Linked DNA regions of Mus musculus: region 1 is linked to region 2. The links are chromatin contacts, called in public HiChIP or PLAC-seq maps. All regions are on one chromosome and are shown on one strand. The core of a region is the stretch at or near the end of the contact, and the rest is flanking DNA. Distances in the headings are between cores, read along the strand shown. Region 1 has its middle 690 kb from the start of 4930557F08Rik. Region 2 has its middle 820 kb from the start of 4930557F08Rik.

Region 1 (4,565 bases), core at 541-3,040, 140 kb after region 2:
GAGTATATCTCTTTCCCATAAGTTAACAGGAAGGCTCCTGACTACAAAGGGCCGGACAGTTCCAGTATTGTTTTCCTTATCTGACCATGTTAACAATTTTGAACTTTGTAAAGTATCCTGAGTTTGGCCTATCCCCTTTAAATGGGTAGCAGTCGGTTTTAAAGGCCAAGCAGTAGGTCAGTGTGATGGAAGAAATTACTGTTGCATCTGCCCCAGTATCTAGAAGTCCCTGAAATTGTTTGCCATCTAAAAACAGGGTCAGCATGGGTCGAGAGTCAGTCAATTTTTGTACCCAATAAACATCTGAGGACCCTGGGGAGGATGGCCCCCGATTTTTTCTAATATGTGGAAATTGTCCAATTAACAGGAGCGGCAGCCCTGGGCGATATGCTCTCCTGCTCTCAATGTAAGGGGCCCTCGTGTGGCTGTAACCAGAATTTTTAATTCTCCTTGGTAGTCAGCATCGACCACAGTGGGGGTTACCACGAGTCCCTGTAGGGAACCTGATGCTCAGCCAATAAGAAGAAGAAACATATTTTGGGGTGGGGGTCCGAATTCCCCTGTCTCAATAACTAAGGTCCCTTCCTCGGGAGTTATAATCCTGGTGGTGGAGGAACACAAGTTCAATCCTGCGCTCCCTGCTGTAGCCCTGCACAATCCCCGTTGGGGAGACTGGAGGGAATCAGCGATGGATTGTTTTGGGGGTGCAATCAGGGGGAGCAGGGCCCAAGCAGGGGCCCCCCTGGTAGTTTCCCTGGACCACAGTAAGTGGGCGGCCATTTATATCAGTTTTGGATCTGCAATGTTGTGCCCAGTGGTGGCCTCTCTTACATTTGGGGCAGAGGCCAGGAGGCATGGCTCCCTGTGTAACTTGGCCTGTGCCTGGTGTGGTGGCAGACTTGGTGGTCTGGTGGATGGGCATTCGCGGGCAAAATGTCCCGGGAGTGCACATCTGAAACACACTCTCTGCTGAGGCTGGCTAGTTCCACCAGCTTTTTGGAAGACCACTCCGATGGCCAGGTTAATAGATTTTGAGACTTGATGTGAAAATATATCTACCTCACTGCAGAGCTTTATCAATTCCTATGAGGTCAAAGCCTCTAGTCTTACCCCCCAGGGCAGCCTTGCAAGCAGAATTAGCATTCTCCAAGGCATGTTGTCTAACTAAAAGCCCTTCATTTTCATGGGGGCCGAGAACTCTTTCTTGTAGTCTAGCAACAAATTGGGCATAGGATTCTTGGGAGCCCTGAATAGTTTTAGTCAACGGGGTTATGAGGGCTCCTGTGGCCGGTACGGCTCTCCAGGCAGCTAAGGCCGCCTGGGCAGTCTGTGCAAGCACCCCAGGAGAAAGCCCCAATTGTTTCTTATCAGAGGCGAATGGACCTTTACAGAATATTTTATCAGAGGTCCAAGAATAAGCCTTACTGAGGGGGTTCTTTCTGTTATTAGCAGCCTGGGTTTTGGCTCTATCTACAAAATCAGATTTCCAAGTTAAATACTGCCCTCTAGTGAGGACTGACTGTACCACTTTGCTCCATTCATTGGGTGTTAAGTAACAGTCTCCTGCTAGTCCCTCCAAGATTGATACAGTAAAGGGGGCATTAACCCCATAATTTTTAACAGCCGAATGCAATTCTTTAATATGTATGATCTTTAATTTCTTATAAACAGGCTGTGAAGCCTCATAATCACTTTCATCTTTTATTGCCTCTTCTTCCTCGGAGTCAGAGGCTAATTGCTCAAATTCATCACTTTCATTTTCCTTTTCTCCCTTTGCCTGTCCCGAGGTATCTGGCACTTGTTCATCATTAGTTGGCTCAGGGTCATGACTGATCTGATTGGAGAATGCCCGAATCAGGAATGGGAAGGCCAATTTTTGATATGCCTTGTCCTTGGCTGAATATTTATGTTTGATCTTCTCCGTGGAGACCGGAGGAGAGACCTTCTTTATGACTTTAGGGTGCTCCGACTGTTTCTTGACAATTGGGGCTCCGGAGAGGATCCCCTGTAAAGTTTGAATTTCAAAGGTGAGGTCTCCTAATTTTTTTTGCAAATATAAAACCTCTTTTAGACCAAAAATGTGGGCCACCAGAGCGTCCTTCGTGTGGAGCAAATGATGGACAGTCACCCCTGGTAAGGGAGTAGGAGGCGGCAGGCTGAGGAGGGATAAAGGTGCAGAGAGGGAAAGGGAGTGGGGCCCCGAGTGGAAGAGGGGTACAGAGGAGGGTACCTAGGGCTGGATTTTGTTGTGAGAAACACTCGGGGGCCAGGACCATATCTCTCCTCCTCATTGTTGGCTGCCTCTTCCTCTAGTTCTGCTGCAAGAAAATCCTCAGCAAGTGCCAGCAGTCTGGCTCCCTCCCTTCCTTGTTCTGCATCTTTTAAGAGGTCTCTAATAATTCCATAATAACTGAAAAAAGGTTCAGGGATATTTTCACCCGTTTTTATTAAATCATTAATATTTTTGCCAACCTTATTCCACGTAAGTGGATGGATCTCAGGTCTGCTCAAAACTAACCATGGACATTTAGTGTCCATGAAGCAGAAAAAAATTAATCAAATCTTTTTTCTTGACTCTTATTCCTCTCTCCCTAAACCCTTTATTTCATTTATGAAAATTGTTTCCTTTGAAAGCGCTTTCCCCATGGCAAATGGGACGACCTTGTAACATCTAGATTTACCTCAAGACACCCCGTTGCATGAGCAATGCAATCTGGGGAGGTCTCTATCCTCGCGGGTGGTAATTCCTACTTGCTATTATTATTGGCACTATTTTATTAGTAAATTGTTGTGTTTCCACTCATCTTTAGAGCACTCCTGAGATCTGTAGCTACGACGAGGCAGGACATTCCGGAACTTCAGCAGAAATATAAAAAGAAAGGGGGAGAATGCTACGAACACTCCAGTGTAGTTTGCTTGGCAGGCAGAGAGGCCTGGGAGCACTCACGAGGCAAAGAGTTTCATGGAAACTCAACTCCTGGAACTTTGGCGTTCTCATAACCCATATACTCATACCCTATCCCCATGTTAGTCTGGTGTATGAATCCACATGCTCTCTTTTAGTATTATCTTATTATAAGTGCCTTTTAAGATTGAATTCTGACATAGCTAAGCCTTTGCCAGTGTTCCAATGCCCTAGAAAATGCTTGAAGTGGAGGAGCTTGGAAGAGACAATGAAACTAATTAGGCATTACAAAGAATGAGCTAGAGTAGCTCAGGCATAGTCTGCACAGTGTTTACTTGGGACAGTAGCCAGTCTTACCCAGACAAGGGAATTCATCATGGCCTAGCAAATAAGTAGGTTTACCATGAGAAATGTTAGTGAATCCCACTGAGACAGTTTTCTTCACTGGGCCCAAAGAAATCAGGCAGAACTATGAAGCATGAATAAATTTTTTGCCTCAGTCCAGCTTTTTTTTAAAAAATATTAATAACAGGGAGGAAATTGTAGCCTCCCCCAGCCTGAAGCAGGCTGAGCCAGACCTTGACTTTGCTGTCACTAAGGAGATTACCTAGGGTGGAGCCTTCCTTCTTAGATCACTATTATTCAGCCACTGCTGCTGTTCCCCTTCAATACTGCTACCTGCTGGGAGTCCACTGAGCTATTCCTGAGACTACACCCTATCCTGAAACTCATCACCTTCAGTGGGGCTCCAAGAATGAATTGGCAGGAATGGGCCTCCCCCACTTTATAAGCACGTTTGCCATTAAACATTTGAGCTTTGATCAGGAATCTTGACTTAGCTCCATTTTTTTCTCTTGACCGCCTAGTTTTCCCTCTCTTTTCAGCCCTGGCTTGCCTCCCAGGTGTACCCCATTTCTTGTGAGCCCTAGACCAGCTTCCAACAGTAAGCAATATTGTTAGAGAAGGGTTAGTATTTCATTGAATCTGTGGATAGCTTTCAGAAGGTTGACCATTTACTTTTTAACTCTATGGTTCCATGAGCATAGGAGATCTTGCTAATGAACGCACAATGTAGGAACTAGTTTCAATTTCCCAACCTCAAATCAGAAGGATAATATAAAGTCTCAGACTTTGAAACAATTGTCTTCAAATAATGAGCCATTTCACCTGCTTTATTGTTGGTTTTCTATACACCTGTAATAGAACACAAATTGACTTACCGGTTAAATTTTATTATAGTGTAGTGCCAAAGTTTATTATAAAACAGGATGATTTTCAAGTTCAATGAGAATTCAACCAAGAAACTAGAAAATCTATTCTCTTAAAACTAAAAAAAAAAAGTTACATCTTTAAACTCTCCAAATTCTATTAAAATATTAAAACAGCAAACTTGAATGATCTTTTATACATCTTATCATTGTTGTAATTAACTTCTGTACTTGTTAACTACATGTTCATTAAATTTTCAAAAGAGAATGATCCAGATACAAGTGTAGATAGGGAAGTGGATAGATGGTTAAAAAAGAGAGAGGAGAAGAGACTGGGGAAAGCAGAGGGCATAGAGACTGTGGATATATATTTCTCTTACATACTCATAAAGAAACAATAATTATTAAAAAATGTATGGGGAAACACATAATATACAATTTTTAGTTAAGTG
Region 2 (4,518 bases), core at 904-3,403:
AGTTGATTCTCAACAACATAGTATTAGTTGTGTCTTTTTTTTCTTTTAGCAAAGGCTTGAAATTTTACAAATAACCTGAATGAAATGCACCTAGTCCAGTGTTTTAGATGTAGAAACAGCTTTTATTCAAAACTTTGTATATAAAAAATGTGTAATATTTGAAAATGATTTCTAAATCCTTTGGCTATGAACTAATAGAGCCCATCTAATTAAGGTTTTAGTTAAATGTATAATGATTATAAAATATTAATTTAAAATTAATCCTCTTCTCAAGGTTAATAGTGCAAATTTATTTTTAAATGGAAATGTTCAAAGAAATTGCTCAGAGCAACAATATTCATAATCATAATGCAGGCTAGTTATTTTACAGAATGTGGTTAAGCTACATTTTTTTATTTTATATCCTTCTCAAAATGTCTTAGATTTCAGAGACTATATCTTGTTAATCCTTCTGGCCTTTTAATTAAATTAAAATAACAGAGATTTAAACAAATCAAAACTACTGGTCTTGTTATAATTACAAAATGCACAGTATTTTGCAACACTATTTTCCTCTTGACAACTTTTTAATCCTACAATATTCTCTACTAACGTCCAAAATAAAGAAAAAAGAAAAAAAGAAAAAGAAAAGAAGCAAGAAAGGAAAGAAATGAGTAAAGAGATGGATATCTATACAAACAAAATAACCCAGTAGAATGCTGTTTATTGCTTCTTTGCCTGCTCCTTGCAGCTTTCATAGCTGGCTTCTTATAGAAACCAGGACCAACAGCCCAGAGCTGATAACATCCATAATAGTTTGGACCCTCCCCCTTCAAGTACTAAGTTTTTAAAAAATGCCCTACAAGCTTACCTACAGACTAATCCCATGGAGACATTATTTTTTAATTGTAGTTACATGCTCTCAGATGATCTTAGCTTCTGTAAAGTAGACAGAAAACTATCCAACATACTTACTCTCATCATCAGCTCTATAGATTTCTGCCTGTTGTGGTGTCTAGTTGTTCTCTGTCAACCATCTCAGGGGATTGAGTAGATACTGATTGAAAACCCTGAGACATTCCTTTCTGTGGATCACTGGAACTCCCACTCCAACCGTTCCAGCCCATACTCATTCTTAAGTGTCAGTTCCTAATATCTAGAAACACATTCTACCAGGACACTTGGTGGCCACAATTTTCAGAATTCCACAAAATTTTCTGACCTTCTTATAAATAGAAAACATCCCTCTAATAAACAAAGTGTGAAGTTGAAATCAAAGAACAAAATTCCTATCTAAAAAAGACAGGACCTGATGATACCACCTAGAATTTCAATAATCCCAAATGCAGATGTCTATATATCAGCATAAAATCATAATCAATGAGACATTAGACATTATATTAACTGGATCCCAGCAGCCCTACTATTATAGCCCCCCCCCAAAAAAAAAAAAACATGGCTGAAGAAAATACAAGAACCATACTATGAATTAATAAACACCTTTATGAATAAAGTAAATGCCCTTATAAGAAAAAAAGCTCTTAAAGAAATCTGAGATAAGAAACATTTCATTAAAATGAATAAAGCAATTCATTAACTGAAAGTGGAAATTAAATCAATAAAGAAATCCCAAACTGATAAAAATCTGGAAATGAAAAATGTAGAAACTTAAACAGGAACCAAACAGGAAACTTTTCCCAACAGAATACAAGAGATAAAAGGCATACTCTCAGGCAAGAAGGCACCATAAGGGGGAAAAATGGGTCTTTGGTCAAAGAAATGTTACATCTAAAATCCTCCGTTCATAAAACATCAAGAAAATATGAGAAATTGTGAAAAGACCAATTTTAAGAATAATCAGGATAGAAAACAGAAAAAAGACCCAAGTAAAAGGCTAATATATATTTTTTTTTAAATCATATCCTCTGGTCAACATTTGCACTCAGGAGCTGAGGCTGTTCCACAGCCCTCTGTGCACAGGTCCTGCCAGGAAAGAGCTGTTTTCCCAAGAGTGTTCTCACTCCCTGGCTCAGAGGTGAGATAGCCACTTTCTCGACAATAACTGTTCAGGGCAGGACCAGCAAGGACACAGGGCACAGGAACAGTGGAGCGTCCAGGATGGGATCCTTCTAGTCAACATCTAACCCAGAGTGCTGTTCCACAGCACTTTGAACACAACTTTCACCAAGAGAGAGAATTCCCAGGAGTGCTGACATAGGCTTACATACCCACAGGAGGGACAAGCTCCAGCCAGAGAAAGGCCATCTAACACCAGAGATAACCAGATGGCGAAAGGCAAGTGCAAAACACTTACCAACAGAAACAAGGCTACTTGGCATCATCAGAACCCAGTTCTCCCCATCATAGCAAGTCCCAGATACCCCAACAAACCAGAAAAACAACATTTGGATCATGATGCTGATAAAGGACTTTAAGAAGAACATAAATAGCTTCCTTAAAGAAATATAGGAAAACATAGGTAAACAGGTAGAAGAGCTTATAGAGGAAATAGAAAAATTCCTTAAAGAATTAGAGGAAAACTCAAACAAATAGGTGAAGGAATTGAACAAAATCATCCAGGATCTAAAAATGAAAGTAGAAACAATGAAGAAATCTCAGAATGAGACAACTCTGGAGAGAGAAAACCTAAGAAAGAGATCAAGAGTCATAGATGCTACATTATCAACAGAGTGCAAGAAATAAAATAGAGAAACTTAGGTGCAGAAGACCATAGAAAACATTGACACAACAGTCAAAGAAAATGCAAAATGCAAAAAGATCCTAACACAAAGCATCCAAGAAATCCAGGAAAAAAAGAGAAGACCAAATGTAAGGATAATAGGTATAAAAGAGAGTGAAGATTACCACCTTACAGGGCCAGTAAATATCTTCAAAAAAATTATAGAAGAAAACTTCCCTAACCTAAAGAAAGAGATGCCCATGAACATATAAGAAGCCCACAGAACAACAAATAGATTGGATCAGAAAAGAAATTCATCCCATCATATAATAATCAAAACACCAAATGCACAAAACAAAGAAAGGATATTAAAAGTAGTAAGGGAAAAAGGTCAACTAACATATAAAGGCAGACCTATGAGAATTCCACCAGACTTTTCTCCAGAAACTATGAAAGCCAGAAGATCCTGGGCAGACGTCATACAGACTCTAAGAGAACACAAATGCCAGCCCAGGCTAGTATACCAAGGAAAACCCTCAATAACTATAGATGGAGAAAGAAAGATATTCCATTAAAAAAAAAAAATACACAATATCTCTTCGTAAGTCCAGCCCATCAAAGGATACTAAATGGAAAACTTTAACACAAGGATGGAAACTACACCCTAGAAAAGAAAGAAAATAATCTTCCTTAATCCAACCAAAAAGAAGATAGCCATCTACACATAATTCCACCTCTAATGAAAAACAAAACAAAACAAAACAGGTGGCAACTGTCATTTTTCCTTAATACTTCTTAATATCAATGTGCTCATTTCCCCAATAAAAAGACATAGACTAACAGGCTGGATATGTAAGCAGGACCCAGCATTTTACTGCATACAGGAAGCCTACCTCAGTGACAAAGACAGACACTACCTCAGAGCAAAAGGCTAGAAAGCAATTCTCCAAGCAAATGATAACAACAAACAAGCTGGAGTAGCCATTCTAATAGTGAATAAAATCCACTTTCAACTTAAAGTTATCAAAAAAGATAGGGAAGGACACTTCATACTAGTCAAAGGAAAAATCAACCAAGAACTTCCAATTCTGAACATCTATGTGCCTAATTCAAGGTCACCTACATTCATAGAAGAAACTTTACTAAAATTCAAAGCACACATTGAACCTCACACAATAATAATGGGAGACTTCAACACCTCACTCTCATCAAAGGACAGAACCTGGAAACAGAAACTAAACAGAGACACAGTGAAACTAACAGAAGTTAAGAAACAAATGAATTTAACAGATATCTATATAACATTTTATCCTAAAACAAAAGAACATACCTTCTTCTCGGCACCTCATTGTACCTTCTCCAAAAATGACCATATGAATGGTCACAAAACAGGCCTCAACAGATACAAGAAGATTGGAATAATCACATGCATCCTATTAGATCACCACATTCTAAAGCTGATCTTCAATAACATTATCAATAGAAAGTCCACATACACATGGAAGCTGAGTAACACTCTACTCAATAACTGGTCAAGGAAGAAGCAAAGAAAGAAATTAAAGACATTTTAGAGTTTAATAAAAATGAAGCCACAACATACCCAAATTGATGGGACACAATGAAAATAGTCCAAGAGGAAAACGCATACCTCTGAGTGCCTCGAAAAAGAAACTAGAAATGAAGAAATATAGTTCTTTAGCTTGGCTAATGTGTGTATCAAAGATGTTTGCAGAGCTTCTCCATCCCCCCAACCCCTGATGCTTGAAGAATGTTTCCTTTCCCTGCCAATGTAAGCAAGTCCAAGACCATCCAGCCCCTTCCCCATCTAGCAGTCATGATGACCACAGCTGCTAGGACAA

The links. HiChIP or PLAC-seq counts read pairs in DNA pulled down with a chosen protein or histone mark.
Region 1: a contact with region 2 is called in an H3K4me3 HiChIP or PLAC-seq map of the SCID.adh cell line, with 27 read pairs. The contact joins two enhancer-like sites. A contact is called at or near these places in 1 of 484 Hi-C or Micro-C datasets (embryonic stem cells), 1 of 115 datasets of contacts at active chromatin or transcription factors (the SCID.adh cell line) and 1 of 9 other capture datasets (embryonic stem cells).

The regions. Positions count from the first base shown.
Region 1 is chr15:15,088,486-15,093,050 of GRCm38.p6, forward strand. No RefSeq gene overlaps it. Among named protein-coding and RNA genes, the nearest start is that of 4930557F08Rik, 690 kb to the right of the region's middle. Within about 2 kb of position 1,791, at least 6 of the 459 cell types and tissues checked have an H3K27ac peak or open chromatin away from gene starts, as enhancers often do. A contact at or near this core is called in the SCID.adh cell line, where this site is marked.
Region 2 is chr15:14,953,063-14,957,580 of GRCm38.p6, forward strand. No RefSeq gene overlaps it. Among named protein-coding and RNA genes, the nearest start is that of 4930557F08Rik, 820 kb to the right of the region's middle. Within about 2 kb of position 2,154, at least 1 of the 459 cell types and tissues checked has an H3K27ac peak or open chromatin away from gene starts, as enhancers often do. A contact at or near this core is called in the SCID.adh cell line, where this site is marked.